Linked DNA regions of Danio rerio: region 1 is linked to region 2. Evidence: chromatin contacts called from public Hi-C data. All regions are on one chromosome and are shown on one strand. The core of a region is the stretch at or near the end of the contact, and the rest is flanking DNA. Distances in the headings are between cores, read along the strand shown.

Region 1 (3,973 bases), core at 1,202-3,701, 43 kb before region 2:
TATTCTGAATGAAGTTGGGTTCAGTGTCATATTCAAGCATCAAATCAACTTTTCTTAATCCCCCATAATGTGCCGTTTTTATTAATTGATTCATTCATTTTTTACAACTTTTTACAGAAGGCACCCTCTGACATGTCATTTAAGTATAATAAATTACCAACCAAAAGACTAAAGAATGATTTAATGGCATATAAAACAATAACAGTGCAGCATAATAATTATGCTGGTCACTGGTTTGAGTCCCAGCTGGCCCAGTTGGTGTTTGGATGAACTAAAATGGTTGTAGTGTATAAGTGTGTGTGAATGAGTGTGTATGGTTGTTTTCCAGTACTGGTTTGCAGCTGTAAGGGCATCCGCTGCGTAAAGAATGTACCGGGATAGTTGGTGGTTCATTCCACTGTGGCGAGCTCTGAAATAGAGACTAATTATATAGATATTAATGAATGAATGAATCCTTTTAAATAGTATATTTTGCCATTATGTTTTAAACCACTAGGTTTTCTTCAAAGCCAATAGCCTAGTGGCAAAGTGTGTCGGCATATCACTGAGGCTGCACACATAATACTGAGGTGCTCACTGCGAACCGAATTCGGTTCCCTGCTCGAGGTCCTTTGCCAGTCCTTTTCCCTCTCTCTGCTCCCCATGTATTCCTGTCACATCTCTACTGTCCCATATAATAAAGATAAAAAGCCGTCGGCGCCAATAGCCTAGTGGTTAGTGCGTCGACACACGGCGCACCCGAGTTCGATTCCTGGCTTAAGGTGCTTTGCCAATCCTTCCCCTATCTCCTCTCCCCACACTTTCCTGTCTGTAAAATCTCCACTGTCCTATCCCAATAAAGGTGAAAACCCCTACAAATATTAAAAAAAAAAAAATTACAAACAAAAAGATAAAATGCCCCTAGAAAAAAAACACTAGGTATTCAGATTTGTCAGCAAGAGGTTTTAATTAATTTTAAATAACAAGATTTATAATGAGTTTCAACAATATTTTTACATTATGTTCACTGAAGTTATCTGAACCAATAATTAAATATGCTTTCCATCTACATAAAATCACTGGTAACACTTTACAATAAGCTTGTATTGGTTAATGTTATGCGGCACGGTGACTCAGTGGTTAGCACTGTCGCCTCACAGCAAGAAGGTTGCTGGTTCAATTCTTGGTTGGGTCAGTTGGCATTTCTGAGTGGATGTTTTCCCAGTGTTGGCGTGGGTTTTCTCCACAGTCCAAAGACATACGGTACAGGTGAATTGACTAAACTAAATAGGCTGTAGTTTATAAGTGTGTGAATGAGTGTGTATGGGTGTTTCCAGGTGCTGGTTTGCGTCTGGAATGGCATCCGCTGTGTGGAACATGGGCCAGAATAGTTGGCGGTTCATTCTACTGTGGTGACCTCTGCTAACCAGGGACTAAGCTGAAGCAAGGTAAATAAATAAAAATTGTTTACTAACAACATGAACAAGCAATGAACTATAGATTTAATAGAGTATTTGTTCATGTTAGTTAACTTTAGTTAATGAAAATACAGTTGTTCATTGTTAGTTCAAGTTAACTTGCAATAACTAATGTTAACAAGCATGAATTTGAATGTTAAATAATGCGATATTTATGCAATAACTGCTATACAAGTATTGTTCATCCGTAGTTCATGCTAGTACATACATTAACTAATGAACCTTATTGGAAAGTGTGACCAAATCACTTCATCATTTCATTTCCTCAGTGGACATCTCCTCTTCAGCCCATATAGAAAAAGACTTCACACTTGTGCGTTCCACAGTAGAAAGTCAATGATGACAGAATGTGTGTACTATCCCTTTTCCTTTTATTTTTTTCATTAGCTCCTTGATTTAATATTTCCTTCTTCTGATGTGGTAATAATGACCTCTGCTATGTAAAGTAATCCTCTACTTAACTACCCCCCGACCTAACATAACAAAACATCTGAAACACCGTCAGGAAATTCCTTCAAGACACAATCAAATTCCAAGGGACAAACAAATATTTCAGCGATTTCACGCAAAGCAGCTTTAGAGATCATAGTACTTCACCACATGATAGTGGACGCGAATAACTGCCCCGCTGTTTGTTTTTATGAGTCAAGCTGAAACTACACCATCAGAACTTTACCGCGGTGAAAGCACATGTGTCATGCTTGCCCTGAACAAGAATGACTGATCTGTGTCAATCTGTTTCTGATTACAATTGGTTTCCCTTTAGATCTAGACTAGAGCGATTTAATAGTGTCACACGAGGACAACAACAAAAGCATGACATTCAGCAGTGGACTTCTGTTGCATTTAAGTTGAGGCTCAGCTAATAAACATGTCCACTATCTCTCCAGACATTCCAGAACGAGGCTTACATTATCAGCCTATGGTCAGAGTGGCAGCCATGGCATCCAGGTCAGGCTGAAATGAAAGCCCCAGGAGAGAGCTGGGGGTGGGCAGGTCGCGGGGGAGCCTGTCTTTAGGCCCACACATCTGTGTAAACACCATGGCAGAACGCCTTAAAGGGCCCTCCGAGCAATGGCCCCGGATGTAGGGGGGGGGGTTTGGTGAGGTGGTCTGTGTGGGGGAGTTCAGGCCCCCACCATCTCAACTGCACTCAACTACAACCAAACCACACCATATAAACAAGCAACATCACCACCTCTGGCTGTGGGTCACTGGGGTGTGCAAAGGACAGAGGGGAAAAAAGAAAACAAGAAATGCATGGCTGGAGAGTGTTTATTGCTGTGTTTCTTTCACCTAATGAAAAGTCTTAACTAGAGATGGACAAATTGCTCCCGATTTACAGCACTGAAGCAAGATGAAGCAGACAGCTTTATTTTCCTTCTGCCCTTTTCACACATGCTTTCAGAATCAGGAGGGAAGAGCTAATTTCACAGAGGAAGTACAGATGTGCTTTTAGATAACAGGAATTCCAAGATGGGACACTTCAATGTGTGCAGTCGCACAACACATAGGGAAACCAGCAAGACTTTTCAGCTTACAACTCTACAGCTGGGAAGGAAAAACGGTTCTTATAAAAATACAGCTTTTGTTTTTCGACTTTTCCTCCGCTTTTAACACAACTTCACATTTTAATTAGTAGACTGCTGGAACAGTTTGACCTTGGTAATAACCTGATGGGCAGGATCCTTAACTTCTTAACTTATGCCGAGTTCAGACTGCATAATTTTCAAAGTAGTCGTGTCACAGATGTTTTCACACTGCATGACTATCTGTGCTAGCGTTGTGTCGCTGCTTTGTTTACACTGCAAGATGGTTCCACGACAGGGGGTTTCATGACTTTAGAATAGGAAGAATCGATGACAACTTTGTCCAAACTACGTCTCACAACCAAAAACACGTAGCATATCTTTTGTAATTAACTACATAATGAGAAATAAAACTTTAATGGGGTAGAAAATGTACATATTTGCATAATTTCTCCTCAACTATTTTCTTTTTTGACCCAGTTGTGATATTGTCCAGATGGCATGTCAAACAGACATGGGTGCTCCTGCCAAATTTCCACTAGTTTTCCTCAATTTCTCGGGTCCAAATAAATAAAAAATAAGCGCTTTTAATTTCTCCCACAACCCCCTGCTGGCCTGCAGATACCCACACTAGTGAATGCTGCTCTCTCCTTGGCTGTAGGTGATCGCCGATGTTATTGTCAGTCAAAACTCATTTCACATGGCATAATTTGAATCGCCGCTATCTCCAGATATTTAGTATGACAAATATCTTACAGGCATCAGCGACTCATTGGCGATTCTCTCAGATTGCGTTTCTGATAGTTCACATTGTGTGACTGTTACCCACGTGAAAGAGCACCAATTTGCCTGTGATTACAGGTATTTATTGGCGATTTCTCAAAACCTGTCAGCGAGACAAAATCGGGGCTAAAATCATGCAGTCTGAGCTTGGCATAATCGAACACAAAGTTTTAGAGTGAATGGATGCTTATCTGATAAAGCTTG
Region 2 (3,875 bases), core at 1,355-3,854:
ATAGTTTAAAGTTGTTGATGTCAGAAATCAATGTCAGACTGAGGTCACAAATGTCAAGCTGATGTCAAATCCCAGTGTCAGAGTAACATCATAAACCAACATCAGGCAGACTTAAAAACCCAATATCAAACTGACACTACAATCATCAGGCTGACTCCAGAACCCAACATGAGACTGACTCCAGAACCTAACATCATACTGACTAAACCAAACATCAGACTGACATCAAAAACCAATATCAGGTTAACCCAACGTTAGCCTGCTGCAGTAAGCCAGGGTGGATCTAGAAACCCATGGTAGACTTCCGTCTTCAGGTAGCTGGTAGACTGACTGAAGACTCCACAAGGAAAGATTCCACTCTACAGGTAAGATTCCACAAAGATTCATAGCAAGCAACTCTTAATACATATGGGACAAGACAGCACTGGGCTGGACTGGTCAATAGTGTGAAGCTGAGAAACATGTCTAGAAGGTAACATGAACAGCAACAACAAACTGGAAAGAAAGAAAACTTAAGACAGGGGAGATAAAGGGGTCGATACTGTTCTTCTACAAACCATAGCGGGGTTTCTGCAGGTTTCATCAAGTCTAATTTAAGACATTTAAGACTCTTTTAAGACCATTATGAATATTTTTTTTTTACTTATTCAGGGTTAAAGACTAGGATTTTTTTCTAATGGCCTGGTATTATTATTTGTTTTTCCCCCGATTAGGGAATTTAATAAGGTGAAATTGCTGTAAAAGTATCTAACAGCTGTTGTGAATTGTGTCTCTTTGCAATATAAAACTTAATATAAAACAATATAAAAAGATGTCAGCTTGATTGAGTAGCTTTACCTGAACAAAGCAAAATTAAGACCTGTTTAAACTTAAGACATTTTCCCTTAAGAGCTTTTACCAAAATATCATTTGCTAAAGCAATATAAATGAACCAAAATGATTCTGGAAAGGTCTTATAGTATTTAAAGTCAATCCAATGTTAACATACAATAATTTTAGAGAAGAAACTGGTAATTGAAACTGGAACTGGTAAACTGGTAAAATTTTTGGTTCTTCCTAACACTTTTAAGAGTGTGTGATAGAGTTTAGCTGTTTTTTTTTTTTTTTTGCATGTTCTGTCATTCCTTATTCCTTGATTTGGAATTTTCTGTGTTCATAAAGCCACAATTCATCTTTGCTGTGCCAGCCACCAGGTCTTTGGCACTGGATGAGCATGACAGGTCCAGATAGGTTTATTAGAAACAGGTGCATTTAGACTTAGCAGAGATGGACATACCAGTGGCCCATATTGCTGGTTCTCATTAGACGTTTGAAAATACTATTTTCAGGGTCACAAGCCCTGAAGAGAGGGCACTTTTACAAGGACATGGTGCGCTAATGAGAAACGTTAGGAGAATGTGGGCCTACACTATGTCTTTGTTGCCAGTTCCTCCTCTGTTATGTACACCCAACTAACAAGACCTTTTTAAACCTCAAGATACAGAAGAAAAACTTTTTTGACTTTCTCATGTACTTTGCCAGAACAACTTTTTAATGAAACATAGAAGTAAAAGAAGTTGTTAGAAACACTAAGTAACTGTTCTTTTTATTTTAGTTTGTTTTTATAATTTCATCGGGTTTTTCAAGCTTTTGTTCAGTTTTTTTTTTGTTTGTTGTTTTGTTTTTTGTTCATTTAAGTTTAGCTTTAGATATTTTGTTACACTAAATTAAAATCATTTTCGTGGAACTAGCTGAAATAAGCTGTGTGCATGTATATATACAGATGTAAAGGTAGTTGCATCTGAGCATTCAGTTTTGCTATCAAATTTATAAATTACTTTTTATTCATAATTTTTTAGGGTTTTTTCACCTTTAATTTGGATAAGATAGTGAAGGTCACAGACAGGAAAGTATTGGGAGCAGAGAGAGGGGAGGGGTCAGCAAAGGAAGCCGAGCAGGGAATGGAACTCGGGTCGCCGTAAGCACTACGGTGCTATAATATATGTTGGCGCACTTAACCACTAGGCTATTGGCGCCAACTTTTTAAAAATACATTTAAACAGAAAAGTAAGATTTTATATTGCAAAAAATGTTTTTTTTTTACAATGTTACTGGATATGAACACAATCCTTGTATAAACTTGTTCAAAAACGTAGTAACACTCTATTTGATGGTCCGTTTGAGTATTAGTAGATTGCCTAATATGTTGATACTGCTTCTTCAACAGACATTTAACTGTCTATAAGAAACTTAGCAAGTGCATGTCAACTTACACTAACCCTAACCCCAACCTAACAGTCTACTTATAATCTAATGAGAATTAGTTGACATGTAGATGCAATGTAACTTAATTTAAAAAACATACCATCAAAATAAAGTGGGACCAAAAAGTAAACAAATAAAAAAACAATAACAACAAAAATCTTATTAACTAATTTCAGACAGAAAAATCAGTTCAGAAAACAGATTCATGCATATAAATGATTAAGTACACCAAGTATGTCAGAACAAAAGCTAGTTTCTGGAATGGCAACAACCTCTAAATGCTTTAATTGGATCGTCTTTGGTTCTACTTAGGCATAAATAGAAGCTCAGGTAGAGATAAACAACACACCTCTCTGCACAGCATCAATCACACAAGACATCAAGCGGACATTTCTGGTGAGTTCTGCTCCTGTAATCTTAATAATGTCACACAGTTCTGTGTATAACATAATATAACATAGCACATAGTATGGTTAATTAATAAAATTATATTATTTCATATTACTATCTTTACATACTTTCAAATGTCATCATTTCAAAGGTACTGAAAAGTTTAATATACCAGTGCGCTTATTAAAAATAAAAGGTTTTGCAGCAACGCCACAAAAGAAACTTTTTGAGTTCCTCAAATAGATCTTAAAATAGCCCTATTATTATTAGCATGAGGAACATTTTATCATTTAAAAACTTTTTTTTCTCTATAAAGAGTGTTTTGTGTTATGTTAAGTTTTCATGGATGATAAATGTTCTTCATGGAACCAAAAATCCCTAATAAGAACATTTATTTATAAGTGAATGTGATTGTTTATAATCAGTATTTATTTGTTTATCAGTATTTAAGTATTTATTGTTTATACACTGGATTTCACAGCTATGCAAACCAATATTGTAAGCTGTCATCTTGATAAATTAATGATCTAATAAACAACAATCAGGCATGTAAATTTACTTTACAGATAATGTACGGGTGTCATTATTTATAAGAGGTTATAGTTTATAGGAGGAAGTCAATATTTTATATGTGAAGTATAAACTGAGCTGTGGCCTTTACTCGTTAATTACTTAAGCATGTGATGTGATGTGATGGATTGAAAAGCACGTCCTCATTTTAAATAATGTTGTGTAACACCCTGCTGATCAGACTAGGACAGAAATAATAATGGTAAAACATTATTGGCTGATTGTTTTACCAGATATATGACGTATGATGTGACAGCTTTACAATGTTAGCTTTTGACTTCCACTTGCCAAATGTGACGGCTCTGTTGTGTTCATTTAGAACAACAGATGGCCAGCCATGAAGTAAAGCTGGTGAACTTGAGCACCTCTGGTGTCTTTTTGACATTCCTTGAATATTTCACTTTTGTTTTGATGGATAACCTCTCTGAATTTTATTAAAGTTATGACAATCTTACATTTCATCACAACATTATCTTATATTGATATTTACAATATGTGAATATATAAATTAATATGTAGATATTTATGTGCTTATTACTCATTCAGATACAATTGTATAACCTCACAAATGCAAGCAGGATATATAACATGAATATATATATGTGTGTGTGTGTGTGTGTGTGTGTGTGTGTGTATATATATATATATATATATATATATATATATATATA

What was found. Hi-C and Micro-C count contacts between places; a contact is called where the count stands out from the background.
Region 1: a contact with region 2 is called in a Hi-C map of embryo, with 1.9 times the contacts expected there. The contact joins the enhancer-like site here to the promoter of clul1 in region 2. A contact is called at or near these places in 4 of 18 Hi-C or Micro-C datasets (caudal fin, embryo, fibroblasts and 1 more) and 1 of 4 datasets of contacts at active chromatin or transcription factors (caudal fin).

What each region holds. Positions count from the first base shown.
Region 1 is chr2:34,384,024-34,387,996 of GRCz12tu, reverse strand. The region is part of intron 2 of colec12 (collectin sub-family member 12); the gene reads right to left. It overlaps LOC141378367 (a long non-coding RNA gene), which reads left to right. Exons shown (of 5, transcript XR_012392658.1): 4 at 1,317-1,427; 5 at 2,348-3,973. Among named protein-coding and RNA genes, the nearest start is that of stam, 17 kb to the left of the region's middle. Within about 2 kb of position 2,451, at least 28 of the 62 cell types and tissues checked have an H3K27ac peak or open chromatin away from gene starts, as enhancers often do.
Region 2 is chr2:34,341,266-34,345,140 of GRCz12tu, reverse strand. clul1 (clusterin-like 1 (retinal)) reads left to right here and starts at 2,604. Exons shown (of 9, transcript NM_001099994.2): 1 at 2,604-2,640.